7 separate regions of the Mus musculus genome follow, and regions 2, 3, 4, 5, 6 and 7 are each linked to region 1. The links are chromatin contacts, called in public ChIA-PET, Hi-C, HiChIP or PLAC-seq and promoter capture Hi-C maps. All regions are on one chromosome and are shown on one strand. Each heading gives the region's core, a stretch centred on a gene start, on an enhancer-like site or on the middle of the called end of the contact. The rest is flanking DNA. Distances are from core to core; before and after follow the strand shown.

Region 1 (3,621 bases), core at 493-2,992:
AGAAACCCTGTCTCAAAAAACAAACAAACAAACAAAAAAACAAAAACAAAAACCTCTAGATCTGGCGCCAATTTTTGCAGTGCCAGTCAGGGGCACCGTTTGAGATGCCGAACAGATGCAAGCTGTGAGATGCTGTGAGGTCACAGCACTGCCCTTTCTGTCAAACAGGCAACCTGCTATTTTTTATGTAAGAGATACTTTTAGCCTCAACCTTACATTCCAAATTTTTTTTTTTTTTTTTTTTTTTTTTTTTGCTGCCTGGTTCCTTCCAGGAAATAGGAAATATAAACAGTGTCAAAAAGATGGAAGGAGAGCAAAGGCAGGGGAAGAGATCTGGAAAAGAACTTTCTCGGCATCCCTTCCAGTGCCTAGTCACTCCTGTTACCGAACCATGTTAACATTGAATAAATGTCAGTCAACCAAAAGCTCAGTTATTACGGATTTACAGTTGGCTCCGGGGCTGTAGGTAGTACAAACGTAATTCCCGTACCACAATGACTTCCCAAGTTTAGCAGTGAGGTGGTTTATCTTCTATTTAAGCGGTGCAACGGACCAAGATGCAAGTTCTTACGTTACACAGGAAAGTTCAAGTTCCTCTGCTGACTACACACAACACCTCAAAGAAAGTAACTCACGACCATTATTATCTCAGACGAATTTCAGGGAACAAGGTCAATTACCTTTCGAATTTCATCCAGCACCGTCTCAAAGGACTTTTTGTCCATCTTGAGTACTATTCCGTCGTGACGTCTCACAGTTCTTGCAATTACAAAACGCTCATCCCAGGTTCGTCTCGTGGATAATACACCAGGAGGAGAAAGGAGGCGAGGAGGTAGAGTATTGCAAACTGCACCAAAACAAAACAAAAAATCCCAGAACGAAAACTTGGAAAAAGTTGGGTTTTTTTTTGTTGTTGTTTGTTTGTTTTTTTAAATAAAAATCAGACTTCAGTAGCTTCTTCACACAAAGCTTCAGCTGCTCAGAGCAGAGCGGGCTTGTGCGTTTGCAGAAATCAGGGCTCCGGAGGGTGCCGACAGCCGGGTGCTCCGGGGAAGGCCGCCGAGCCACGCTCCGCTCACCGCCGTGATCCGGGACACGTGGCCCCGCGGGCGCTCAGACCCGCCGATCCGCCCGATCCCGGGGTCCCGCAGCTCCGGCAACCGGCGGCCCCCGCAGGTCCTTTGTTACGGGCTTTCGTAGCTTCCGGGAGCGGGCGGGCGGCCGGGGCGCACTAGGAGCCGGACGAAGGGGGCCAGAGCCTTGCGAAGGGAGGCTCTCGAGCACCTCAGCGCTCATACGGCCAGGCGCCCAGCGGGTGCTCCCCTAAATGCCCCACCAGCTCCAGGGGACCTTTGATAGAGCGTGTCGCGCCCACAAGACGCAATGGTGCACCGCCACCTTAAGTCGCTTTTGCACAAATGATTAGTTTGGGGCGTCGGGGGGGGGGGGCGGGGTCCTAGTGTGGGAATATAGGCGTCCACGGCAGAAGCCTGAATGCTTGTGGAGCAGACGTGACTAAAGTCCTTTTCGGAGCGTGGTAGTCATTGTTTTAGTGTCACGATCCCCTAACTCTTCAGTTTCTCGGTGCTCTGTTTTGCTTCTTGAAAGTGAGTTTAAAGGAGCGAAGAGTAAGTAGGTCAGGAAGATCTGCGGACGCCGCCATCCTAGTGGCCAGGAGCACCTCGGCGTGGGGACCAGGGTCACTCGCTGGGCGCCTGACTCGGGGCGGAGCAAGGAGCAGGACACCCGGAATTAGTCTTCGGCGGTTCTCCGGTCGAGTTTCCCGGTGCTTTAGTCTGCCTCTGCCCTAGAGCCGGCTTCAGGCCTCGCTGACTTTCGCCTCCCAGACCCTCGCGATGGCGAGAGCCTGGGTCTGCCTGGCGGGCGCCGCCTTCTTCCTTTCCTGTCTGGTTTTGCATTCGCGCTTCTGTGGCTCGCTGGTAAATAGCAGGCAGAAGGCTGTGGGTGTGGGTGCCACCGAGGGGTACAGCCCCTGGGGTCCCAAACCTGCTCCCCTGGGGCTCAGCAGCTGACGACTCGTCCTCTCATTTAGTGTAAAAAGAATGCACGTGGGGCTGGGGAGGTGGCGCGGAGGTTGGGAGCTCGAGCAGCTTTTTCAGAGGACTCAGGTTCGATTCCCAGCACCAACTTGAAGGCTCACTCTCTCACTGTAACTCCAGTTCCAGGGAGCCTGATGCCCTCTTCTGGCCTTTGTGGGCACATGGTGCACATAAACTCACCCGAGCTCATGCACACAAGTCTAAATAAAAATAAGTAAACATCACACACACACACACACACACACACACACACACACACACACACTGGATTTTCCCCAGCTCTTACTACACTCTTAAGTCACACACACACACACACACACACACACACACACACTGGATTTTCCCCAGCTCTTACTACACTCTTAAGTCATCATTAGACTTTTCTTATGGTTGTTTTGATCTTTAGATATACAATCTTATTTCCGGCTACCTTCTGGTTGTCGAACTGAATCTGAGTATTTTGATTTTATTTGAGGTTTCAAGGACATTTTCTTTTCACGTTTCCTGGAGAATGGAGGACCCTCTTTTCCGGCTGGATTTGGGTTGGCCCAAGAATTCGGAATACTTCACTGGTGCAACATTTTGTGTTGCAGTTGATTCCCTCAACGGGTTAGTTTACGTAGCCCAAGTAAGTAGAATGCATTTTTTTTTTTTTTTAATATGTGAGCCTGTGAGGTCAAGAGAGACCAGAGTGTTAATGCGGTTATCAACTACCAGTGGTTTCCAGGATTGAACTCTGAGTGTCAGTCTTGCTTAGCAAACACTTTCATCTGCTCAGCCATCTCTTCAACTAGAGATTTTTTTTTAATTTTAATTATATACATTCAGTTTGATCACAACAGACAGGAATAATAAAAGAACAGTCAATCTGAGCATGACAAAAAGGAAAAAAAGAAGATGAACAGAAAGGAAAGAAGTGTTTCCCACCTAGATAGCCTGCTGCATTTATAGTATGCTAACTATGCAATTTAATTTTGAGTTGGCTTCAAGTGCACATTTTAGATTTGTATGCATTAGAAATTATTAAGTTTTGAAGTTAGTGCTTTTTTTTTACACACTTCTAAATTTCTTATTATACTTTCATTTTGATTTCTCTGACAAAAGTAAAGATTAGCGTTCCTATTGAGTGATTCTAAGCAGTTGTTTTTGTGTGCCTTCAGAGAGGGGATAACATCCCCAAGGTATTAGTGTTCTCAGAGGATGGCTATTTCCTACGAGCCTGGAATTATACAGTTGACACACCCCATGGTATGTTTGTCTCCGGCACACCATTTGAACAGTCCGTCTGGATCACGGACGTAGGAAGCGGTATGTGTAGTACTATCTATTAAATTGCCTTCCTAGATAGAGTCACATCTTTGCCCATGTTCTTGCTTATACACTTTAAGGCTAGCATTGCTGAATCTAATCATAATTTCCTTAATATTTCATAAAATCATGTCTTTCTACAAATTTGCACCACACTACTGTATAATCAAGAAATTCAATAACACTATAATCCCGATCTTTTAAACTTGTCAAGGGAACTTTATTTGGGTGGGGGTGGGATGGGGGGCAGACT
Region 2 (3,621 bases), core at 490-2,989, 910 kb after region 1:
AGGAGGAGGAGGAGGAGGAGGAGGAGGAGGAGGGGAAGGAAGGAAGGAAGGAAGGAAGGAAGGAAGGAAGGAAGGAAGGAAGGAAGGAAGGAAGGGAGAGAGAGAGAGAGAGAGAGAGAGAGAGAGAGAAAGAAAGAAAGAAAGAAAGAAAGAAAGAAAGAAAGAAAGAAAGAAAGAAAGAAAGAAAGAGAGAAAGAAAGACAACACAACTCACAGACTTTGGCCACCTCATCTGTCAAAAAAAAAAAAAAAAAAAAAAAAAAAAGACTAAACCTAATCTTAATGGGGGGTCACTTTCCACTCCTTGTCCAAGTTATTTTGCAAGAAGCAGCGGTCATCAAGGTAGAGCGCAAGTGCCCTCCTGAATGTCTCTGGCTGGAGCAGCCTTTTCATGCTAATCTCCCCTACAAAAGGAATGTGCCATCCTTGGGATAAAGAGGTGGAGACCAGAGTCTCTTCAGGCTCTGTGAGCGTGACATTCAAGGACAGTCCAGAGTTCTGTAGCTCTTCTCACCTTCTGGCATTCTTACCATCAGGGACAGATGTTAAAAGCAATCCATCTGCATAAAAATCTCCATAAACAAGAGCCTGATTGCTTTGAGTCTGGGAAAAAGTTAGAATGTAGTTCAACATCAATCCAATCCTTCTGGTCAACCTTCTAAAAAGGAACATTACAATGAGTGGCCTGCATATTTGTATATAAATAATATCTGTGATGTTAGAATGTAAGATGCCTCCAGCATGGCTTCCTAATCTCCCACAAGGACACGTCTGTTGTGTGTGGCTCTTCTCTTAGCCTAACACCAAGCAGGGCACACAGTCCATGTGCGAGTGGAACTTTCTTTTCAGAATTCTGCCCAACTCAAACATCATATTATTGTATATAAATGTAATTCAAGATTATTTCTGTCTTTTTGTTTAAATATTGTATTGAGATTTTCAATCAAAAACATACATTTCTCATGTATAGCTATTGGCTTAAAAGTATACTGAAAGATACATTATTCTATGAAGTTGAATTTTATACAAATCTATTGAGAAAAAAATGTTTTCTACAGAGGTTTAACTCTCTTATTTGTTCAATAGGTTTATTACCTGTCTGCCCTCACTGTGGCCAGTTATAGCCTGACATTTGCCATATTGGAACAAAGTTTGAAGAGTAAGCCACCTGCAACTGACAGAGTTGCCATTTTGTACGTGGTCGAGGTTCAGCTAGTGATTAGTTTTACATGAAGTTTTCAGCTAGATTCCCATTTCAGTTATGACTCAGATCCCTGCTTCAAGGCTCACCTTGGTCCAAATTTAGCTTAACAAATTCTAATGAGGAAAAAGTGCACTGGAACACAGCCACGCCCACTGGAGAGAGGTAGGTAGCAAAGGAAAGAAGATGGTATCTGCTTTGGAAAGTGAGGAATTGCTTTTCTTCCCTCCACACTCTTTTTTGGGGAGCAGGGTTTAAAAGAGGGTTTGTAGCCCTGGCTATCCTGGAGCTCACTCTGTAGTCCAGGCTGGCCTTGCCTGCCTCTGCCTCCCAAGTGCTGGGATTAAAGGCATGCGGCACCACTGCCTGGCTCTTCCTCCACACTCTTCACAGCACATCAGATACCGTAGTGGTGCTCACAACTGAAGAATCTCAGACGTTGAGTGCAATGTTCCTGCAGCTCAGCTGACTGTCCCCAAACCACAGCTCTGCCTTCAGAGAAAGGGAGGCTGGGCTTTCCCGGAGACACATAGCTGTGGTTTCCTGAGTCACACCCCAGACGAGCTGGGTTTCCTGTAGATGTGCCCTGCTGCTGGTCTATGCAGTAGGCTTTCCATGTGGTGAATATAATCAAGAAAACAAAGATGGACAGGGGTATGTCGTGTAGGGGAAATGTCCTGCAGAGGAAGACACCAAGGCTTAGAGAGGAGGTTCAATACTTGCTGAAGGTCACAGCCAGAAAGTGGAAGAGGCAGGATTCTACTCTCACAGTCTAGTCTAAAGGGCAACCGCTGCCACCACATCACATCTGAGTGGGCCACACATTCCATCACTCTCATTAGAACCCTAACCAACCCACCCATAATGGAATGCCTTGGCCCCCCAGTTTACCAAATTTAAATAGGCTGTCTTTGCTTCCATCTTCAAATGGGCTCCCATACAAAACGTCTTCAGTTCTAGGTCAAGGTCTATCTTACTATCATGCCTCTCCTACACTTGGACTACCAGGAAGCCTCTGATTTCAGGGAGGTCAATGACCTTGCCAAAGTTGCTGAGTAGGCACTTTTTCCATTATGCTTTTGTTTTTCAGCCCCATTTCCACTGGCAGTGATGCCCTTGCTCTTGGATCTTTACATTCCTTTGGCAGCTTCATTGCTATATCTTCTGGCTCACTGCTGGCTTTCCTTAACCAGTTTTGAGGATCCCTGCAGATCTGCCCATTGAGTAAATGTGCTATTCCAGTGATTGCCAAATCTTTACCTCCCAACCAGTAACAGCCCATCATATACTGTCTACCATTAGCCCACCCTCACATCTAGGACATGGCTCCCTCAGACTCAGCCATACTGCCTTCTGCTTCATGTCTCCAAGTAACGCAGCCTTTCTGATCTGACTCTTACGTTGAGCAACTGCACTGCCATTATCCCCTCCTCTAGTGAACTGAATCCTTCTCCTTTTCCCTCTGCTCATCTTCAGATCTTCATGTAGACATCACTTCCAGGAAGTGGGGGTCCCTTTGCTTACTATCAGATCTGGGTACATTTCCACACCTCTCTTGCTATTGCAATGTTTCTTTTCTCTGTATCCTTGAGATTTGAAGCTTAAACTCCCACTAATTAGTATAATCAGTCCTAATCCCAGTCAATGAAGATATTCAATAAATATTGGGCATGTAGAAAAGGAATGGATTGAGGGAGGGAGGGATACCTGGAGGGAGAGATTGAGGGATGGAGGGAGGGATGAATGGATGGAGGGATGGGAATGGCAGCATAATTTATTTAACCTAGTCTCAGGATGCTCTTCAATGACATAAGTCAAAAACTGAGCAGTTAGCATCAAGAGATACCACATGCATCCTAAAGCCCTGCTTTCAACTCAACCATGTCTGTCCACTGCAGGAGTTTCTACTCTTCAGCACAGAAACTTTACCCTATCCTTTATCCTCCACACATAGCTTCATTTCTAGCTTAATCCTCCTCACTTGCCATGGACAGACTGCCTTAAAGGATCTCATCTCACAGTTGTGGAATCTGGAGACCAAGCTATATGCAGAGTCAGTGTGTCCCAAGGCCTCCCTTTGTGGCTTACAGCTACCTACTCTCTTAGTTAGGGTTTTATTGCTGTGAGGAGACACCATGACCAAGGCAACTCTTATAATGTCAAACATTTAATTGAAGCTGGCTTACAGTTTCATAGGTTTAGTCCATTATCATCATGGTGGGAAGCATGGCAGTGTGCAGGCAGACATGGTGCTGGAGAAGGAGTTGAGACCGTATACCACACTTGGCATAGTTTAAGCATAGGAAACTTCAAATCCCACCTCCACAGTGACATACTTCCTCTAGCAAGGCCACACCTACTCCAACAAGACCACACCCGCTAGTAGTGCTACTTCTTATGGTTAAGTATTCAAACACATG
Region 3 (3,621 bases), core at 458-2,957, 860 kb after region 1:
GTTGTTTGGGGTTTTCCATCTTAAAAAAAAAATCAGAAGAGGTGCAATAAGCACAATACGTCCTCAGAGCTCTCCACCAGTGCCTCACCAGGTGGCCGGGTCATTCCTGTGGACTCTTCTTGTTGATGCTCTAGGTGCCATGTGCAGAGGGACTGGCCATCCTATTCATCCTGAGGCACCCCCCCCCAAAAAAAGCTTTGTCTCAATTGCAAATGATCTGAGCCAGAAATTTCTCCTCACCAGGAGGATTCTAATGCGTTGCAACACTCCTAACACACCGCAAAGCTGCGTGCATCTCTTCAGATAGATATGGCCGCTGGCAACTTCGCTCTTGACACTTTGATTCTTTTCCCAAGAAAAGAAAGGGACTCCAATTTACTTGGAATAGTTACCCACAGGGAATGGCCACCCGCGGGTGCTTATCGGATAAGATCTCCAAGCGATAGGGAAGTTTAGATTCAATACAGCAAAATGTTCTATGAATCCTGACAAACCCACCAGGAATGGGGTGGGTGATGCATGGTTAGGCTGTTTCCCGTGGATCCGGCTCACAGATTCAGCAAAGGTGGAAAGCACCTGGTCTACTCTAACCATTTTCAGCCCTGACTGCAGAGCTGCTACCTGGAGAGTTTTAGAGGCATGATCTCCTATATCTAGCTCTTAGAACGGCGAGTATAAGATCCTACCATGAGCTGCAGCAGCTCCTCCTCCTCCTGCTCCTCCACCTCCTTTTCTTTTTCTTCCCCTCCTCCTTCTTCCTCTTCTTTTGTTCCTTCGATTATGTGATTTAAACATCAGGAGCTCCCAAGTGTGCCAGGAAGGAGAGTATAACCCTAGCTCAATCCTTCCTATTGTCCCAAACTTGGCTCATCATATGCATGATGCTATCAAAGTGCAGATGATGACTCGAATGGTCAGGGGTGGACTTGGAACTCGTTGGATTTGTTTGTTTGTTTGTTTGTTTGTTTTGTTTTAGTCCCAAATGAAGCAGGTGTTGCTGTTGGTCTCGTGACTGCTCTGGGAGGGACTGAGCCATGTCATCCAGTCCTACAAATAGATGAGTAGATTTCAGGACTGTTTCCCTTTGGTCATTTTACTATAAAGATTAGGGGCCGGCAGGGTAAGGAGATTGGATGGGGTTGGCCTCTGTTCTTAGTCTGATCCTGAGACTTGATTGATATGCAGTCTTGAGCAAAGTACTTCCCTGCTTCCCTTAAATGTAGAACTGGAGAAGAAGCTAACACATGCGCTACATCGTGGTTAGGCCCATCAGATGAATGAGACATGTGGAATGTACTGTGACCTATAAAGCCCTACAAAACATACAAGTTTATTATTACGTTAGACTTTGAAAGATACCAACATTAGCCTTCAAATACTGGTCATTTACATGTGAACACATTTTCATAGTCCTTGATTTCTCCTAAGAAAAATACGCATATATAGGCACACACAAAACAGCTGGTTTTTATCTACTAAGATGTTTTGGGTCTCTCTGTGTATGCATGCATTCACATGTGTAGTGTGTGTGCATTCTTGCCCCATTGCCTGGGGTATAAGGACTTTAACCAAGAGCATTCAAGAATGCAGAGCAAATGTTCGGGAGCAACAGCCAAATTGGTAGCTTTTCTCCTTCCCAACTCCCCACCCGCGCCCAGGAACATGCTCCTAGCCAAAATACGATGGCACAGTGCCCTGGCCAGCTTTACCTCAATGCTCTGTGTGCCTTGGCTAGGCTAAGTACTGAGGCAATGGGTTATGATAGGCCTAGCCAGAGATCGAGTACCATGCCTTCTAGGACCCTAACCTTTGCGGAGGTTTGAGCCTGCAATTCACATAGCCAGGGCCACCAACAACGCTAGCCCTACCATCTGTGAGTATTCATTCCACAACGAAACGAAACCTCTGGCCGAGTCTTGCGCCGCATTTTGGGCACCGCTGCCGAGGTTGCGCAAACACATTTGGCACGGGCCTCGGGGACCAGGCAGTTCTCTGGGTTGAATTGGAGAAACAAAATGTACTTGTCCTACTTCCGAGATGGTGTCTGAGGACTTGGCTCCCTTGGCCCAGGAACTGCCTCCCTGCTGATGTCATTCTGCCACGGAACGGCAAACAGCTCTTCCCCGGGTTCAGCAGTTCAGGAGCAGAAGTAAGAGAAGGTAGGGATCAAAAGGGAACACAAGCAGGCTTGACTCCATCCGGACAGCTTGACCACACACGCACGTTCTTACAGCTGAATCATCTGACAAGAAACGCGTCCTGGCTTTGCATGTAGCAGAAAGGCCAGCTCCAAAACCCTGGGGCAAATTTGACTGGCCACCGAGTTATCTCCCTGCAATGGGGCTTCATGGAGCTCCAGCCGCTGTTCGCTGCTCCATTCGCCCACAGGAGTATCCGATCCCGGAGGCCCAGCAGGACACTTGACACTCAGACTGACTGTTGAAATAATTTCCATGTTGCACTTGTACCCAGCATTCAAATCCCTGCGTAATATCTCAGGCAGCCAGTGATTGCACTTTCTCAGCCAAACTGAGGCGGATCCTGCTGGCCTTTAGAACGTTTCCTAACTCCAGGTTACCTCTGAGCACACAAAGTACCACAGACGGGTCAGGCTCCTGGAAAAGCCATTCTGTAGACACAGCTTTTTTTTTTTCTTCCTTTCCTTGGTTTTAAAAAGCTCGTCTTTTCCATATTTACATTTTTCCACCTGTGAAATCCAGAGTTTTGTAGATGCTCTGTTGAGGTGTGGCCTTAGAGCTGCTATCTCAGGCCACAGAATCCCACTTGAGTTCCATGACAAGAGCAAAGCCACCATGCAAACAGCGTGGGTAGTCACTAGGCGCACGTGTCTATGCCATGTGGGTGCTTACATGAGGAGGTCTTAGGAGACAGAAGAAGCTTTCCTTAAGGACTTGGCCAGCTACCTGGGGACATGTCCTTGGCTGTCCACCAGAATAACTTGGAGGCTCTGAAAAAAAAGCTCCAATATCTGGGCCCTTTACCAATCTGTATGAACTAGACTCCTCTTTGGGAGGAGGCCCCTCCAATGCTGGCTGGAACACAGAATCTATTAGTTACATCTACCTCTCCCCGGTCCACCCCCAACCCCCCAAGGAAAACTAGTTCAGCCCGAGCACTCACGACCCGTGGTTAAGGTCACTCAGATAACTGGAGACCACCCATTTATACTTGTTGCTGCCCAGAGACACTGTTTTATTTAACTCCAGGAAAAATGGAAGCATCTGATGTTGAAGTTGTCCTGTCGGGAAGCCATTTTACAAGTGGTTAAGAGGAAAGGTGCAGGAAGAAGGGACCCTGGGTCTGCTGGTTGAGAGAACGACTTTGGGGCTGGAGAGTTGGCTCAGTGGTTGAGAGCACTGACCGTTCTTCCAAAGGTCCTGAGTTCAATTTCCAGCAACCACATGGTGGCTCACAACCATCTATAATGGGATCTGATGCCCTCTTCTGGTGTGTCTGAAGACAGTGACAGTGTACTCATATACATTAAAGAAATCATATTAAAATATTTTTTTAAAAAGAGCCACTTTGATCTCAATCCAGTCTGTCACATTACTGAGGGCTTAAAAAACTACTGAACAGTGCAAAAAACCCCATGTCCCT
Region 4 (3,621 bases), core at 311-2,810, 830 kb after region 1:
GTGGTGTGAAATAATCACTTTGAATCATATTTACCATTTGGTTGTATGCATTTGAGACATAGATTCATATACTGCAGAAGGATGTAGAGTATACATTTGCTTCCTATGTCTCCAACTCATTTACAAGCGCATGTATGGCATACAGCAGACCCTCAAATAGAATCTGGATGGAAGCATGAAGAGATGAACACAGCCAGGTACTACCAGCGCATCAGCGGAGGAGAACTGGCCTTCATGAGTCACCCACAGGAACTGGCTCAGAGTGGGAGAGTGGGCCATGGCGAGGAGATCTGGTGCTGAAGGTGTAGTACTAAAGAGAAAAGGAGGGGGAGAGAGTCTAACATGTGCACCAGGAAAACAGCAATGCCCCCAAAGGACCACTGAGACTGGAATGAACATGGCTTCCCGGTAGACAGTGATGGACTATGAATGAGCAGGCTACAAGGCAGGTTTTGGCACAGCTGCCAGGGCAGGGGGTTTTCAGTGTCCATGAGGAGTGGTAGAAAGACTATTTGAGGGGATGGGATCGTGGTAGGAAACCTCCTCTACCTGGAGGTTTCTGCCCAAGTTGTCAAACATTTTACACATACAACCTCATTTATCCTCCCTCTCCCCTGTGGGGAACCAGGTATATGGGGGCTCCAGAAGTGACACCAGCCTGTCTCTAACAGATGGATGCAGAATGACCTTGGCTGGCAAGCGACTGCCTCTTGAAGAGTCAGAGAAGCATCCTTACATCCCAGTGACATCATGAAACAACTTGAACTGCTATCAGCCCCCCCACACACACTTGTGACTCACTGGTAAAAACTAAAGACTACCTCATCAATTACTAAGTTACTAACCTGTGAGTCAGGTGAATTAGAGAGGCTGAGCAATCTACAGAACAATTGAACATGCGCTTCTGACTCAGCACAAGGTGCTAAAAGACACCCATCCTCGATCCCACACTTAGAAACACCTTTCTCACTCAGTTCCCAGCAGGCCTAGGGCTGCTGCTCCACTGTGAGAAGCACTAAGGCAGGCGTAGCATCACCTGAAGGTCAGAACCTCAGACCTCTGAGTTATGATGCCCTCGAGTGAAGTTCACACAATGCCACTGCACTTTATCATGTCTGCTACCTTTTAGGGCCCCGAGAGGCTCAGCTCTCTCTAACCATCAGGAGAAGCCTCTCTTCTCCCATTTCTGCCTACATGATGTCATGGGGCCCAGCATAGGAACTTGGAACAAGGGGCCCTGAGTAGCAATAGGAGATCAGAAGAGGGATTTTTTTATCTTGATTCGCAGGAAGAGCAATTATGGCTTTGACTTCCTGGTTTTGGTAGACCAAATAAAACAAACAAATTAAAGAAAAAGGAAAAGAAAAAAAAGAAAGGAAAAATAAATCTGCAATTGACAACAAAAAGCAATTTATAACATAGAGACTGTCTAATTAGGGCTCTGTCATATTTAATCCTTCTTCATATCAACATGTCCAGGACCACCATTAAGTATGGTCAATACTGGAGTAGACATGGTTCTTGTGGCACAAAGTGCAACTGTTTTTAGGAGAGGAAGTGAAGAAGGGTGTGTGCTGGGTGACTCAGAGGGCTGGTATATGGAATGTGAGGGTGCTGAGGAACCCCGGTTCCTGTTCTAACAGCCAGCTGCTTTTTCTAAGCACCCACCTTAACCCCTCAGAAGGATCTTGTTTGTATTCCACAACGGAGGATTGTGGAAATGTATACTGCAACCGTTAGTCATACTGCCGAATGAATACAATGGCCACCTTGGCGACATTAGCTATTAATGGGGGCAGATGATGACACTGAGGACAAACTGTTCTCTGCATGAGGAACACTGGATAAACTGACTAGGGAGTTATGGCTAGTGGCATGAGCCAATGTGTAAGCCTAGACCTGCTCACTATTCAGGTTCTGGCTAATTGATGGAGAGGTGGGATCCAGACAGGTATGTGTGGCCAGTGAGTAGTCACAGCTCCTCCTTCCTGCATTCTGGTTGTCGTGGAAATATGAAGAGCATTTAACTGACTGAGCCCCACATGAGAAGGAGTTCGGTGAGTGATAGATTTCCTTTCCAGGAAGACAGCACGGTATAGTTGTTAGCATGGCCATAGGCATGATATTTCGGTTCTTCTGGTTATTAATTGGGCAGCTTTGCACAAAATCTTTCAACAACCAAAGTCCCCGTCCTTGTCTCAGAGGATTGTTATGATAAAGTTGTGTAATATATCTCAGACAAAAAGCAGGGCATGGTAAGTGCTCAATAAAAGGTGAATGTTGTTCTTCATTCTTGGTATGCCGTGAGCTGTCTTGGTTATTGCTTCACAGTGGACTCGAAATGCATTAATCCACCATTTCTCTCCAAACTGCAGAGTGAATATATATTTGAATTTGTTTGCCTTTGCCCATTGGGTTACGCATTTCCCAGGGAAAGAGCCATTTCTTGCATCTTACCTAATTCCTAGAACTACTGGGGACCTTCCTGGAATCACAAGTACTGAGGTGGGACACAGAGTTGGACGAAGGCCAAAGACTGATGACCTATGGCCTTGTTAATCTCTCTTACTACTCTGGGGGGCCAGAAGCTGATGGCCTATGGACACTTAACTCTTTCTTACTGCTCTGTGCTGGTAAGTGCTAGTTTCTTTCTCTGTAGCTCTCTATTTGTGCTTTAATAAGCTCTGATTTCTTCTCTCTCTCTTACACACACACACACACACACACACACACATACACAGAGAGAGAGAGACTCACATTCTCTCTCTCTCTCTCTCTCTCTCTCTCTCTCTCTCTCTAACCTCTTACAGTCAGGAGAAGAGGCTTGGAATTTATTAACTCTTCATGAACCAGAGAGAAAAGAAAGGAAAAGAATTAAAATATTTTACACATGCATGTGCACATGCACAGATACACCCATAAACGCATAGACACACACACACATCGGTCATACCCAACCACCTGTCTTATCAGCTCCACAAGTGTTGGTGCATACTTAGATCTATGCACATACACCTACATGTGTGTGTATGGAAAGACAGACGTTTACAGATCTACACTTGGTGGGTGGGAAGGAGCTCCAGTTGCCCCACTCTGTTACTTCTCCCTGGCCTTCTTATATCTTCTTAGACAAACCTTCCTTAGAGAATTACCTCATCGCTAAATTGTTACGTAAGAAGGGAGTTACAGAAGGAGGTTGATAGATATTAAGCTCAAAGCAGTATTCCATTCTGTAAGCTCATTATAAGTTCAAAGCAAAAGTTTCACATGGCCTTGCTTTGTCATGGGCTGACACCTGTGGCTTCATCCTTGGATCTGACCTAGAATGAATGCTTTTCATCTATCATAAATTTGTCCCAAGCCTATTTCTCTTTGTAGTGTAATTGTGAAAGCTTATTGTATTCTTTATCATATAGCCCTTACTTACTACGAGAACTGGGCACATTTTCCTCTTGGTTCTGATTTTGTTCCATCTTTCTGGCAAAGCAACCATCTCCCAAAAACTTTCTTTCTAAAGTTATTTGAATCAAATCAGAATTTCTATAAAATCATTAATCCATCTAAAGAGCATTAATTCATGAAAGTTCATCTTTGTGTTGATCTTCAGGAAATATGCCAAAT
Region 5 (3,621 bases), core at 681-3,180, 710 kb after region 1:
TTGCCAGCAATCTGGTTTTGTTGTTGTTGGTTTTTGTTTCGGTTGCATTGGGTTTAGGTTTTTTGAGGCAGGGTTTCTCTGAGTAGACTCCTTTGCCTGTCCTGGAACTTAAACCAGGTTGGCTGGCCTCAGAGTCAGAGACCCTCGGCTTGCCCCTGTCTCCTGAGTGCTGGGACTGAGTGCCCATCATAACTGGCTCTGACCAAACTGTAAAAGGGCATCATCAGAAGCTTCCCAGCAGGGAAGAAGGTGTGGTCTGAAGAGGAGGGAAGAGGTGGGAACCACGTGCAGGGTACATTTCCGCCTCTTCCTATAGAGGTGCAGACCTGGGCACGGAGGATGTCTACGGCTTAGCAAAGTGACCCATGGTGCTCTTGGGAGGTAGTGGAATCTTTAAAAGGTGGGAACCACTTCTGACCACTCGCGATTGCCCTTCTTGTGCTTTTTCAGTCCAGCCATGGGGTAAATAGTTTATTCTACCACACCCTCCTTACCACAGCTCCAAACCATCGGAGCCAATTGGTCACAGTCTGAAATCTCCATAACTGTGAGACAAAATGAAAACAAACCCTCCTTCACTCTGAGTTCATTAATCAGGGGATTTTGTCGGAGTACTGGACAGCTAATGCACACAGGAAGTTCAGACTGGACAGTGAAATTGTAGGCTTGAGTGACAGGGACCTGAAACCTGCCACTATATAGCCACGTGACTCCCGGCTATTTCCTCACTTATTTGATTACGCTTTCAAATTGTGCACAGAGACACAGGATCTGAAGTCAGGCAGTTTGAGTTCCAATCTTGATCCCTCAAATGACTTGAGAGGTTATCTTAAGATAAATACACAAACTAGCCAGTGTTTATTGGGCATTTATGAATGCCGGCACTGTTCCAAATGCCACCCAGGTATTAACCCAGGCAGTCTTTGCAATTACTGTATGCCTTAACCCAGTTATTACAGCTACCTCCCAGCTCCTAAAACAGAGGACGAAGCTGGACCTAAAGTGCTTCAGTAGCCTGGCAGAGTTCACTTGGCTTGTGGGTGATACTCACACATACATCACAGGCATGTTGGAGTCTACTGAAGAAGTACACACAGCTCACTGACTGTCCCATGGTGAACGCTCAAATCTCTGTTAACCGTAGTTCATTGTTCACTACAGACTTATTATGCCTGTTGTCTTGTTAGATACAACAATACTACTACCAATACTCTCAGCCTCCTGTTCCTCGTGGTTCCAGGGATCAAGCACAAAGGCTAAAGAGTGTAAAGATGGATAAATAGGTCTGCGTTGGAATGTGCACAATAAAGGCAGAGCAGCCATTGCTTTATTTTAGCAGAATCTGACATCATTTCCTTGTAAAGGAAAAATGCAATCCAAAGGATACATCTAACTACATTTTTGTACAAAGCAACATCAGCTGATACTGTATGTAGCGAGTGTCTAGAATCTGCCCCATTTGCCCCAAAATAACCAATTTGGGTGTAATCCTTGGCTTGGTGACTTAGCTCCAGCCCTGCCGTCAGGACACTGGACCCTCACTGGAACATGGCATGCCTAGTGTTCTGACCCTCTGCCTAAAGAGTGCAGTCTTCAGGGTCTTGCAAACAGCACCTGTCCTTTGCTCGGTATTGACTGGGTGTTTATAAAGCCTGTTCTCCTGGACGTATTCTCCATCACCCTGGTATAAACTGTGCTATCAGTTTTGGATTGTAAAGATCCCGGGGCAGATAAACAGTGGCCTACCCTGCTTTACAGGAACAAACTACAGACACCCCATGAACCTGACAGAGAACATGATAATGCTAGGGAGTACCAGGACTGTTTCCTCACAGATTTCTGAGAGAGACAAGCCCACAGCAGTGTGCAGCTAATCTGATTTAGTGGGTATTTCCTGACCTGCTCTGACCCGATGTCTCGGATGGACACTTCACAGCTGTATTACTTCCCACGTGACTTAAACTCTTGTTGTTCTGCTTCTTCATGTGTAAAATGGAGAACAGACTACTTGTAAAGACATAAAAGAGGTTGTTGCTTCAGTTAACCCTCACAAGCTCCGCGGAGGAACCTCTACCCTGCAGAAGCATTCAGAGTGGAGGCTCAAATACAACTTCCATCATTTCAAACGTTCTCCAAAGGGTGAGGACAAGGAAGGACTGCTTTGAATAGGAGAGGTCTACGTGGGATCTCAATACCGTTCACCTCACTTGTCCTTACACTTTTGTTTGAACTCTGGGCCCAGGATTCCTTGGTGTCTGTGTTTGCAGATCCGTGCTCGGAAAGCTTCTCAATAATGGCTTCAAAGGGAAGCAAAGCCAAATGGACTGTAGAAGTCAGAGTCCCACCTCCCTCCCTGTGTGCTGGAAGTCAAGTCTTTCCAGTGAGGCAGCCCTCGGTAGGAGGTGCGCAGAGCACGAAAGCTGGTCCTGAAAGCCTTGCAGGTCATTGAGGGCAGGTGGCCCCTAGTGGAGCTTTATCTAAGGGGACTTGTCACTGGAATTCAGGCATGAGTAAATACATTTTATTTGTGCCAAAGGTCATACACCCAGTGGAGCTGCTGACACAACCAGGGTCACTTGGGGCTGTGACATGCACTCTGGAGGTTTATCGCCATGGGCTGGGGAGCAAGTGACACTGAAATTCCTCCTTTTGGAAATTTGGGGTTTAGAACCTTAACAATGCAGAATGGTGCCTCATGCCACTGTACCGTGCTCCTCCTTCCTCCTCCTCCCTTTCTCCTTTTTATTGCCATTTGCTTATAAAATAGTGATCACGGAATTCAACATTGGTCTGCCTTGTGCAGTTAGAATTATGTCTCTCACCTAAACCTAGATGCTGCCTCCACCCCCCTCTCACCATTTTTACTTAAGGTAATTTGCTTCTATTTTTCTACCTGTTTTATACACTCACTCTTAGAAAACATATTTTCTTAGTATTGTTCCCAGCAAGATGTTAACCATGAATACTACCTTCTTGTGATCTGTGTAGTTCAGTGGGTTAAACAAATGATCATTTGGAGTAAATATCCCATGGAAATAAAAGTTCATATCCTAAGATAGTAGGTAGTTAGTTTGGTTCCCAAAGCAAAAAATACAGTAGCTCTTTATAATCAGAGCAATATGTTGTGGGGTAGGGTGCAGCACACACACACACACACACACACACACACACACACACGCTCACATACACGCTTGCACACTCACACCTACCTTTAGTGCTAACAGTGCAGTTTGCTCAAAAAGCTTGAAGGAGCCTCTCTAGGACCAGCCCTTCAGGTCTCATGCTCTAGACTGCTGAGGCTATATCTTGTCTTTTTCAGAAGGAAAACCCAGAGTATACATTAACGAAATGCTTTAATTTTTTAAAATCATTACTCTATGTATGTGTGTGTGTGTGTGTGTGTGTGTGTGTGTGTGTGTGTGTGTTTGTGTGCCCACACTCATGTGCATTCTGAGGTATAGGTGTGGAGATCAGAGGAAAACTTTCAGCAGTCATTTCTCTCTCCTATGTGGGTCTCGAGGATGGAACTCAGGTTCTCAGGCTTGGTATCAAGTTCCTTCCCCTGCTGAGCCATCTGGCCTGCCCCAAATACTTTTATTTTTAATGCTACAAAAAGATTCC
Region 6 (3,621 bases), core at 321-2,820, 620 kb after region 1:
ATTCAGGGCTATACAAAGAAACATTGTCTCAAAACCTCCCTTAAGAAATCTTCTTGTACAGAGTTTGGTACTGCCAGGGTTCCACTAAGATATGCTTATCCCATTCGAACATTACCGCAGATACCTAAATTGCTTAAGATAAAGTTTAAGTGCACAGCACATTCTGCCTCAAGATGCCACCATTTTCAGTGGCATAGATAGTTATATTCCAAAGCCATTGGTGCTGCACAAAGGCCTCTGAGAAGGACAGGGAGGTAGCAGGAAAGGGACAAAAAGACCAGACCCAAAAGGTCTGGGCAGGAAACTGTGGAGACCTGAGGGCTCATTAGGGAAGCTTTGAGCTTCTTCCAAGGTGAGGAGAAGCCTCCCAGAGCTGTGGTTAGCTGCCGACTGTTTCACAGGAGGGCTCTTTTGAAGCTTTCCAACAAACTGCTGGGAGCTGGCTTCCTCCTGCTTACACACTTTACTCTCTTCTTTATCGCCATACTTTGTATCGAATATCGCCACATTCCCAGGTGCATGGCACTTCCACCCAAGTCCCCATACCTCTCTTCTTCAAATGATTTAGTTACTGAAATCTGTGGTCCCATCTCCTTGGACTCATTAGGTAGCTTGATAATATTTTTACATGCAGGCCGGGAAGAAAAATAAAAACTTCTCAATTTTCAAATAATTTTTATTTATTATCAGACACAAAATAGTGTACTTTAGAATCCTAGGGTCTTTGGGGATTGGTAGCCAGAGTCTTGATTTTGTTATAAAGGATATTATGTATCAGTATTGGGTAATAGTGCAGCTTTCTTGACCAGTGAAGAGGAAAGAGGACAATTCCTTATTGCAGGAGGCTGTCTGAAGTACCAGAATGCTATACCAGAATTTTAAAAGGCACAGGGTAGGCATTTTAAGCACAGGGAAGCCCCTACCTCTCAAAATATAAAATAATGTTTTTAACCATAGTGGTAATTCCATATGATGGACTTTGTTAAACGTAAAACCACTAATATATATGAAAACACAATTTATCAAATTTTACCGACTAGTAAATTACAGGTTGTATTGACTCACTATTTGAAGCACTAATGGAATAAGGGAAGCTAAAAGCTGTCTTTTCATTGGCTGGGTGGCTGGTCTTCAACAGCTGGGCGACCAGTGTGGTAAACAGGAAGCCATCTCCATGGTAATGGGCAATTCAACTTAACTTTTTAACACGCTAAGAGGTAATTACTTTTTTTTTTTTTAATTTCCATTTTTAAAACGTTTGGAGTTCATGACAACAGTGAGGACCCGAGGGTCAGGCATTTCCTGGTCGTTAGTGAAGCTGACTTTAGCTGACTTTAGGTCACTAAGAATTAAACGTTGTGACCCCCCTCCCCTTTTTTTTAATGAAAAGTGAACTGTGATTTTTTTTTTTTCTCTTTCTCTCCTCTTCCTGAAGTCTGCAACACAAATAAATGACAGAATTTTATGCTCACACACATGGTGTTTTGATTTCCTGCAGATGATAAGATCAGGGTGGAGGACCGATAACCACAGGGTGTAGGAGGGTGGGGCTCAGGCAGGCCCACATTAAAGCCACAGGTGGGTCCCTGACAGATGAGAAGATGAACCAGGGCTGAAGAGGCCAGCCAAGACGGTGAGTTCTGCTGAGACAACCTGGAAGGAGAAGATGGGCGGTCTCAGGGCAGAGGAGAATTCTGTTGGAGGCCGAGCTCTGCCAGGGACTTCTAGAATACACTACAGAGCCTGTATCCTAGGCAGCTGCCTGGGTGTGGTCCCCCTCTAACACCCACATTTTCTCTTCCCTACCTTAATAATCTATGCACTTCAAAATTCCAGGCAAGTCTGCATTCATAGGCTGTCTTGAGAACAAGAAATAAGAACAAATGAAGTCAGTGTCCACAGTAGCAAACCACAGTCCAGCTCTCTGCAGGCAGCGCTTGCTCTTCAACAGCCTGTCGCTGTCAAAGGTAGCTAGAGTCTGCCTAGCGTTGAGTCTCCGCAACACTGTAGCAACCCTCTTCGCCTTTCCCACGCTACAGCCTGCTCCCATTAGCCATCAGTGAGTGTACAGCCAAGCAGAGAAGACAGATGAGACTCTCCAGCAGCCTAGGGCAAAGTCTTGGGAAGTCCCCAGGTCCAAGAGTTGGATGGACCCAGAGAAGCTTCAGGGTGCAACAAGTGCATTTCTACTGACTATAGTCTTTCCTGGTCCAGAACCCATGTCCAAAAGGTTCTGGCAACACAGGAAGGAGAAGAAAGATTCTGATAAAAATGAGTTGCCCACAGGGTATACACAGAAGTCTCGGGGGTCGTTGATGCTTTTCCGGGAGCCATCTGATGACTACAGCTTCAGACAAGAGTGCTGTCCATTCTTATAGTCAGTATTTAAATATTCAGTACTTTAAACAGAAATACTTCTATTGATTTTATTTTGAGCTATTTTATGATTTTATTTTTGAGACAATGTATCACTCACTCTGTAGCCCAGGCTGCCCTTAAGCTTTCAGTCTTTCTGTCCCAGCTGCCAGAACACTGGGATTACAGGTTTTCCTTAAACCCAATTAGCGCGCAGAAGTCCTGGATGCTGGAGGGAGGATGGATGCCATGACAGAATGTCTCAGGAGCTAGGCTAGCCTGCAGGGATGTAGACTGCTTCCACAGGCTCAAAATGATTCTACCTCCGTTTCTGCAAGAGTTTTGTGACCACGGACCCCGTTGATCATGTGCACACAGATGCCTTAAAGCTGTTCAGACCAGGATCTTATTCAAATCTGATATTAGAAGCTGTTCTTTCTTAGCCCCACCCCCATCATCAATCAGTTCATCTGTACATAGCTGGGTCTACGTTCCTGTCAGGACCAGTCCCATGACTGTGTGCTCCTGGCTGGGATAAGACTTCTCCTGCCTCACAGTGAATCCGTTTAATGCAGGACATAGTCCATGCTGCCTTGCTTTCAGATACTATTTTCATATCATACATAGGGTGTGCTCTGTATGTGTAAAGCGTACACAGGGCCAGGATTTCTGCTTGCCTCTTGTTCCTTGAGCAGTTTAAAGTTTGTTCACTTTCTCCTGACTCTCATTCCTCTCAGGAAATCCATTTCCAGGGGCAGGCTCTAAGAGCATCACTCTCATTGCTTTTACTTACTCTATTAGGCCATGCTTCCTACATCAAAACTCTTGCAAAGTCACCACTGTCACTCCAGAAAGTCCCCTTTCAGTATAGAAAGGGGAATCTGTCCTCTTTTCTCAAGGAATTTCAGTAGCTGGCCTTGACTTGTGAAACACCACTTTGACAGGGCTGGTGACCCCTGCTCTGGGAGTGTGCAGGGGAATTTATGGACTGCTTGGAGAACAAATATTACTGTGGGGTTGAACCAGGAAGACTTCCCCAAGCCCGACCCAGTTAGAATGCTAGAGGCTGAGCCACCCAAGAGAGGGAAAGGAGACACTGGAGGAACAGCCAGCCAGTGCAGGGATGGATAGAGAATAAAATCAGTGACCACTGCACGGCCTACTGCATCTGTCTCCAACAGGCCAGGGTGAAGCAAAGAAGACAGGACAGACAGACATCAAGTGCTCACCCCTGACTTTATCAAATGTGCTCTTTAGAAAGAAGAC
Region 7 (3,621 bases), core at 722-3,221, 540 kb after region 1:
AAAGTTTGCTTACAAAACAATATGCACTCAGCTGTGGAACAGACCCCTGTAGATGAGTGCGATTACAATCGTAATAGAAAGTAGTTTCTCTCTCTCTCTCTCTCTCTCTCTCTCTCTCTCTCTCTCTCTCTCCCTCCCTCCCTCCCCCCACCCTCCCCCTCTCTCCCTTCCTTCCTTCCTTCCTTCCTTCCTTCCTTGCTTTCTTTCAGATTTATTTATCTATTATACACTGTAGCTGTCTTCAGATGATCAAAGTCTCCGTCTCTGGAAAGGGTAAAAGGTTCCACTTCGGTCCCTCCGGTCCACTCTTCCTTCCCCTTCTCCTCCCTCCTGCTTCTTCACTCCCCTAGTCACTCTTTTTTACTTTTCTTTTTTCAGACTTCCTTCCCCCAAGTCCCCCAATTCAGCTTTCTTCCCATTTTTCCTGCTTTCTACCACTTTCTTTTCATTTTCCTTCTGACATATATTAAAATTTCCAAAATATCCCAGTGATAGTGTTGACCACAGAAGACAGATCCATTATATCTGTAAATCCCATTCTTACAATAGTTACAACTTTTATTATTTATTTTTATTTTATATGTATGTTTGTCTATATGTCTGTGTGCAGTACCCAGAAAGACCAGAAGAGGGAGCCGGTGCCCTGGGACTAGACAGCTCAGATGCTTCGGAGCTGCTATGTGGATGCTGGAAACCTATCCCGGATCAGCAAATGGCTGAGCATCTGTCCAAGTCCTGTTGTTTTAACAATTTGTAAAGACTACTAGGCAAATTTGTATTTATTGTGACTTCATAAAAGGACTCCATGGCCAAGGAATGACTCAAGAAGAAACAGTATAACTGAAAATCAGGTAGTAGCTAAAGTCCCAAGGCACAGACACTAAGTGTGGACATGCTGAATAATACCCAGACTCCCACACCAGGCCGCGGTTACTAAAGCACACAGAGGAGGTACAAACTCTGTTTTCAATTTTCTTCTGGAAAGTTACCGTGTTTTGGTTTTTCTCAAACTGGGTATACAAATAGGCTCTCCAGCTTTGAGACTTTTTTTTCCCTCCCATTAAAAGTCATCTTCCCATCATGGAAACTTAGAAACGTTGTTTTGCTACAAAATTTTAAACCTGAAATACTTCAAGTCTCAGGAAACTGCCTAATAGGCACCCAGAGAGTCCTGTCAATCAAACCCAGCAGATTTGTTGTATTGTCTCTGGTCTCTAATCCTGTTAAAAGAGTTGAATGGTTTATATAAATAGTTAGGGCCCTGCTGTAGACTCCCTTGCTGTTTTTCCTCCTTACTGCAGAATTCAAGGCCTTGTTGAATTCATTTTGTGGCTTCATGGTTGTTTTCTGTGGTTGCAATTATTGTACCCTTCTTTCACTAGAAACAAATGGATAAGATGTCCGACTACTGGCCTGTTTCAGATGCAAATGTGAAGAGTATCCCAGGTTACAGAGCGAATGCTCAGAAAAGAGATTCACGACAAAGGTAATTAATCAACCACGGTTACACTCCAAAAAGATTTCCTACATACAAAGTTTCTAGTTCTTTAATATGTGGTGGAAGATGGGGGGATGGGTTTCACCGGTCTGATTCTTCTAATTCTGACACAATTTCTCTCTCTCTCTCTCTCTCTCTCTCTCTCTCTCTCTCTCTCTCTCTCTCTCTCTGCAATATTATTCATGGGCAGCAGTGGTGTGTGTGTGTGTGTAGGGGGTGGTGCTGTATGCACCAGGGTGCTTTTGGAGACTACAACTTTCAGGAACCTGTAGGTCCTGAGGGTTGATCCTGAATTGTCAGGCTTGGATGCAGGTGGCTTTACCAGCTGAGTCATCTTGCTGGCCCCATGATGTTTTTGTTAAATCACAGAATCAATGGGAACTGGGAATGAGAGCTCTGGCTCCCCAGATGTGGCTACTTGTAGAACCCAGCAGCCCCAGGTCTCTTGTAAGCATTGGAAGCTGTGAAAGAAAGACTTTCTTTATTCTGAGAGGGAACAGAAACTAATGCTAAAGAACAGAAGACAAAATGGGGAACTTCGCTGTTGAAGACGGAAATAATATCTACTTATTACTTCAATAAGATTATATACTGCATATATCACCCAAACAGAAAGAGAAACTAAAAGCTATAAATACATATTGATGCAGTTTTAGACTCTTGAGTATTAGTGGTCTTTCAGTTTTTAACAAATGTCCTAGTGGCCATGGGCTTTAGAACGGTGAATTAAAATAAGATAAAAGTGTGATCTCAAAATTGAGATGACATCACCCATGAATAAATTTCCTAGTTATTTCACCTTTGCTGCCTTGTTTCCTAGCGTGGGTAGCCTTTAAGATGCTACTCTAGGATGCGTCAGCATGCATCTGGCAGGTGGTTGCAAGCATGACCCACCTGGGAAGAGGGAACCTCAACACGGAATTGCCCCCATCAGATTGGCCTATGGACTGTCTGAGCGGGTGTGGTTTGTGATTTCTCATTAATGTAGGAGGGTCTAGACCACTGTGGGTTGTCCCGTGCAGTATAAAACACACGGGACGCAAGCCACCATGCAGAGCTCCTCCATGCTGCCTCGCTTCCTCTCCCGGGTTCCTTTCTTGAGTTCCCTCCCTGGTTTCCCTTGACGATGGGATAACTATGGGCCAAATAAACCCCTTGATCCCCCAAGTTGTTTTTGGTGAGTTTCATCCCAGCAATGGTAAAACTAACTAGGACAACACGTACACTGTGAGTGCATAGTTACTTTTTTTTTTTAAGATTTTTTAAATTTTTATTTATTTTATGTATATGAGTACACCATTGCTCTCTTCAAACACACAAGAAGAGGACATCAGACCCCATTGCAGATGTTTGTGAGCCACCATGTGGTTGCTGGGAATTGAACTCAGGACCTCTAGAAGAGCAGTCAGTGCTCTCAAGTGCTGAGCCATCTCTCCAGCCCCAGAGTTACTTTCTTTCTTTATTATTTATTGATTTTGCTAGGACTCTGCCAGGAAGAGTTTGTTTGAAACATAGTAACTCAAGATCTGATTGAAGAATTTTATTCTCCCTAATAGGATACCAAGTTATACTGGTAACGATTTGCCTCTTAAGAATTATAGTCTGTGACTCATTTTTTTAAATCTAGAACGGGGCCGAAAGTCAGATTATGTGCATCTAGCATAGATCTGCTTCTGAGCTTCATAGCTGAAATAAGGTAGACCAGGTTAAAGTTGAGAATTGTTTTAAAGACACACGCACAGGCAATGTTCTCAGAAACTCCCACTCAGACTTGCCCTTTAACAGGTTGTTATACATGACAACAAGGAGCACTACCGGGCTTTGTATGTATTGGTTGCCCAAAGGACAGAGGTATAAAGTGAGCTGTTACCGTAACAACAGTTAATAGGTCAGAGTCTCACGCGTACACTTGGCTTTGCCTCTGTTGATTTATTACACCAATCCCATTTCTTGGATATTGCCATTCACATTCTACTGACGAGAAAGTTGAGGATTGGAGAGATTAAGCAATTTTCCCAGGAGCAACCAGCTAGTGAAAAGTCTGAACTCGAATCGACTCCCGTTTCCTGAGTTCAGAGCTTGTACATCAAACCATCACATGTTTTGGGGCTATTGGCTATGGA

The links. Promoter capture Hi-C pulls out the DNA fragments that hold promoters and counts their contacts. Hi-C and Micro-C count contacts between places; a contact is called where the count stands out from the background. ChIA-PET counts read pairs in DNA pulled down with a chosen protein or histone mark. HiChIP or PLAC-seq counts read pairs in DNA pulled down with a chosen protein or histone mark.
Region 2: an H3K4me3 HiChIP or PLAC-seq map of bone marrow-derived macrophages shows a contact between it and region 1, with 3 times the contacts expected there. The contact joins the enhancer-like site here to the promoter of Nhlrc3 in region 1. A contact is called at or near these places in 2 of 39 promoter capture datasets (the C10 cell line and hippocampal neurons), 3 of 115 datasets of contacts at active chromatin or transcription factors (bone marrow-derived macrophages, large pre-B cells and pro-B cells) and 2 of 9 other capture datasets (adipose tissue and pancreatic islet).
Region 3: a contact with region 1 is called in a Hi-C map of muscle stem cells, with 5 times the contacts expected there. The contact joins the enhancer-like site here to the promoter of Nhlrc3 in region 1. A contact is called at or near these places in 1 of 39 promoter capture datasets (pre-B cells), 1 of 484 Hi-C or Micro-C datasets (muscle stem cells) and 2 of 115 datasets of contacts at active chromatin or transcription factors (bone marrow-derived macrophages and large pre-B cells).
Region 4: a FOXA1 HiChIP or PLAC-seq map of pancreatic cancer cells shows a contact between it and region 1. The contact joins the enhancer-like site here to the promoter of Nhlrc3 in region 1. A contact is called at or near these places in 1 of 39 promoter capture datasets (the C10 cell line) and 4 of 115 datasets of contacts at active chromatin or transcription factors (astrocytes, large pre-B cells, microglia and 1 more).
Region 5: a promoter capture Hi-C map of the C10 cell line shows a contact between it and region 1, with 4 times the contacts expected there. The contact joins the enhancer-like site here to the promoter of Nhlrc3 in region 1. A contact is called at or near these places in 3 of 39 promoter capture datasets (the C10 cell line, hippocampal neurons and pre-B cells), 1 of 484 Hi-C or Micro-C datasets (pre-B cells) and 3 of 115 datasets of contacts at active chromatin or transcription factors (bone marrow-derived dendritic cells, embryonic forebrain and large pre-B cells).
Region 6: an RNA polymerase II ChIA-PET map of memory CD8 T cells shows a contact between it and region 1, with 7 read pairs. The contact joins the enhancer-like site here to the promoter of Nhlrc3 in region 1. A contact is called at or near these places in 7 of 39 promoter capture datasets (the 3T3-L1 cell line, the C10 cell line, cranial neural crest and 2 more), 1 of 15 datasets of contacts at CTCF or cohesin (large pre-B cells), 3 of 484 Hi-C or Micro-C datasets (cranial neural crest, embryonic limb bud and pre-B cells), 10 of 115 datasets of contacts at active chromatin or transcription factors (bone marrow-derived dendritic cells, double positive thymocytes, embryonic forebrain and 6 more) and 1 of 9 other capture datasets (embryonic stem cells).
Region 7: a contact with region 1 is called in a Hi-C map of pre-B cells, with 4 times the contacts expected there. The contact joins the enhancer-like site here to the promoter of Nhlrc3 in region 1. A contact is called at or near these places in 5 of 39 promoter capture datasets (the C10 cell line, embryonic stem cells, hippocampal neurons and 1 more), 1 of 484 Hi-C or Micro-C datasets (pre-B cells), 4 of 115 datasets of contacts at active chromatin or transcription factors (bone marrow-derived dendritic cells, epiblast stem cells, hepatocytes and 1 more) and 2 of 9 other capture datasets (adipose tissue and embryonic stem cells).

What each region holds. Positions count from the first base shown.
Region 1 is chr3:53,461,379-53,464,999 of GRCm38.p6, reverse strand. It overlaps Nhlrc3 (NHL repeat containing 3), which reads left to right and starts at 1,742. Exons shown (of 7, transcript NM_172501.2): 1 at 1,742-1,940; 2 at 2,536-2,688; 3 at 3,221-3,368. The coding sequence starts at 1,857. Proser1 (proline and serine rich 1) reads right to left here and starts at 1,205. Exons shown (of 13, transcript NM_173382.2): 1 at 681-1,205. The coding sequence starts at 725.
Region 2 is chr3:52,553,334-52,556,954 of GRCm38.p6, reverse strand. No RefSeq gene overlaps it. Among named protein-coding and RNA genes, the nearest start is that of Gm40047, 25 kb to the left of the region's middle. Within about 2 kb of position 1,739, at least 115 of the 459 cell types and tissues checked have an H3K27ac peak or open chromatin away from gene starts, as enhancers often do. A contact at or near this core is called in bone marrow-derived macrophages and pro-B cells, where this site is marked.
Region 3 is chr3:52,599,582-52,603,202 of GRCm38.p6, reverse strand. No RefSeq gene overlaps it. Among named protein-coding and RNA genes, the nearest start is that of Gm40047, 21 kb to the right of the region's middle. Within about 2 kb of position 1,707, at least 54 of the 459 cell types and tissues checked have an H3K27ac peak or open chromatin away from gene starts, as enhancers often do. A contact at or near this core is called in muscle stem cells, where this site is marked.
Region 4 is chr3:52,628,375-52,631,995 of GRCm38.p6, reverse strand. No RefSeq gene overlaps it. Among named protein-coding and RNA genes, the nearest start is that of Gm30235, 20 kb to the left of the region's middle. Within about 2 kb of position 1,560, at least 64 of the 459 cell types and tissues checked have an H3K27ac peak or open chromatin away from gene starts, as enhancers often do. A contact at or near this core is called in pancreatic cancer cells, where this site is marked.
Region 5 is chr3:52,753,475-52,757,095 of GRCm38.p6, reverse strand. All of the region lies in intron 1 of Gm2447 (predicted gene 2447), which reads right to left. Among named protein-coding and RNA genes, the nearest start is that of Gm2447, 16 kb to the right of the region's middle. Within about 2 kb of position 1,930, at least 37 of the 459 cell types and tissues checked have an H3K27ac peak or open chromatin away from gene starts, as enhancers often do.
Region 6 is chr3:52,838,315-52,841,935 of GRCm38.p6, reverse strand. No RefSeq gene overlaps it. Among named protein-coding and RNA genes, the nearest start is that of Gm30292, 42 kb to the right of the region's middle. Within about 2 kb of position 1,570, at least 56 of the 459 cell types and tissues checked have an H3K27ac peak or open chromatin away from gene starts, as enhancers often do. A contact at or near this core is called in memory CD8 T cells, where this site is marked.
Region 7 is chr3:52,922,456-52,926,076 of GRCm38.p6, reverse strand. Gm20750 (predicted gene, 20750) reads left to right here. Exons shown (of 5, transcript NR_040555.1): 2 at 1,383-1,486. Among named protein-coding and RNA genes, the nearest start is that of Gm20750, 3.4 kb to the left of the region's middle. Within about 2 kb of position 1,971, at least 29 of the 459 cell types and tissues checked have an H3K27ac peak or open chromatin away from gene starts, as enhancers often do. A contact at or near this core is called in pre-B cells and pro-B cells, where this site is marked.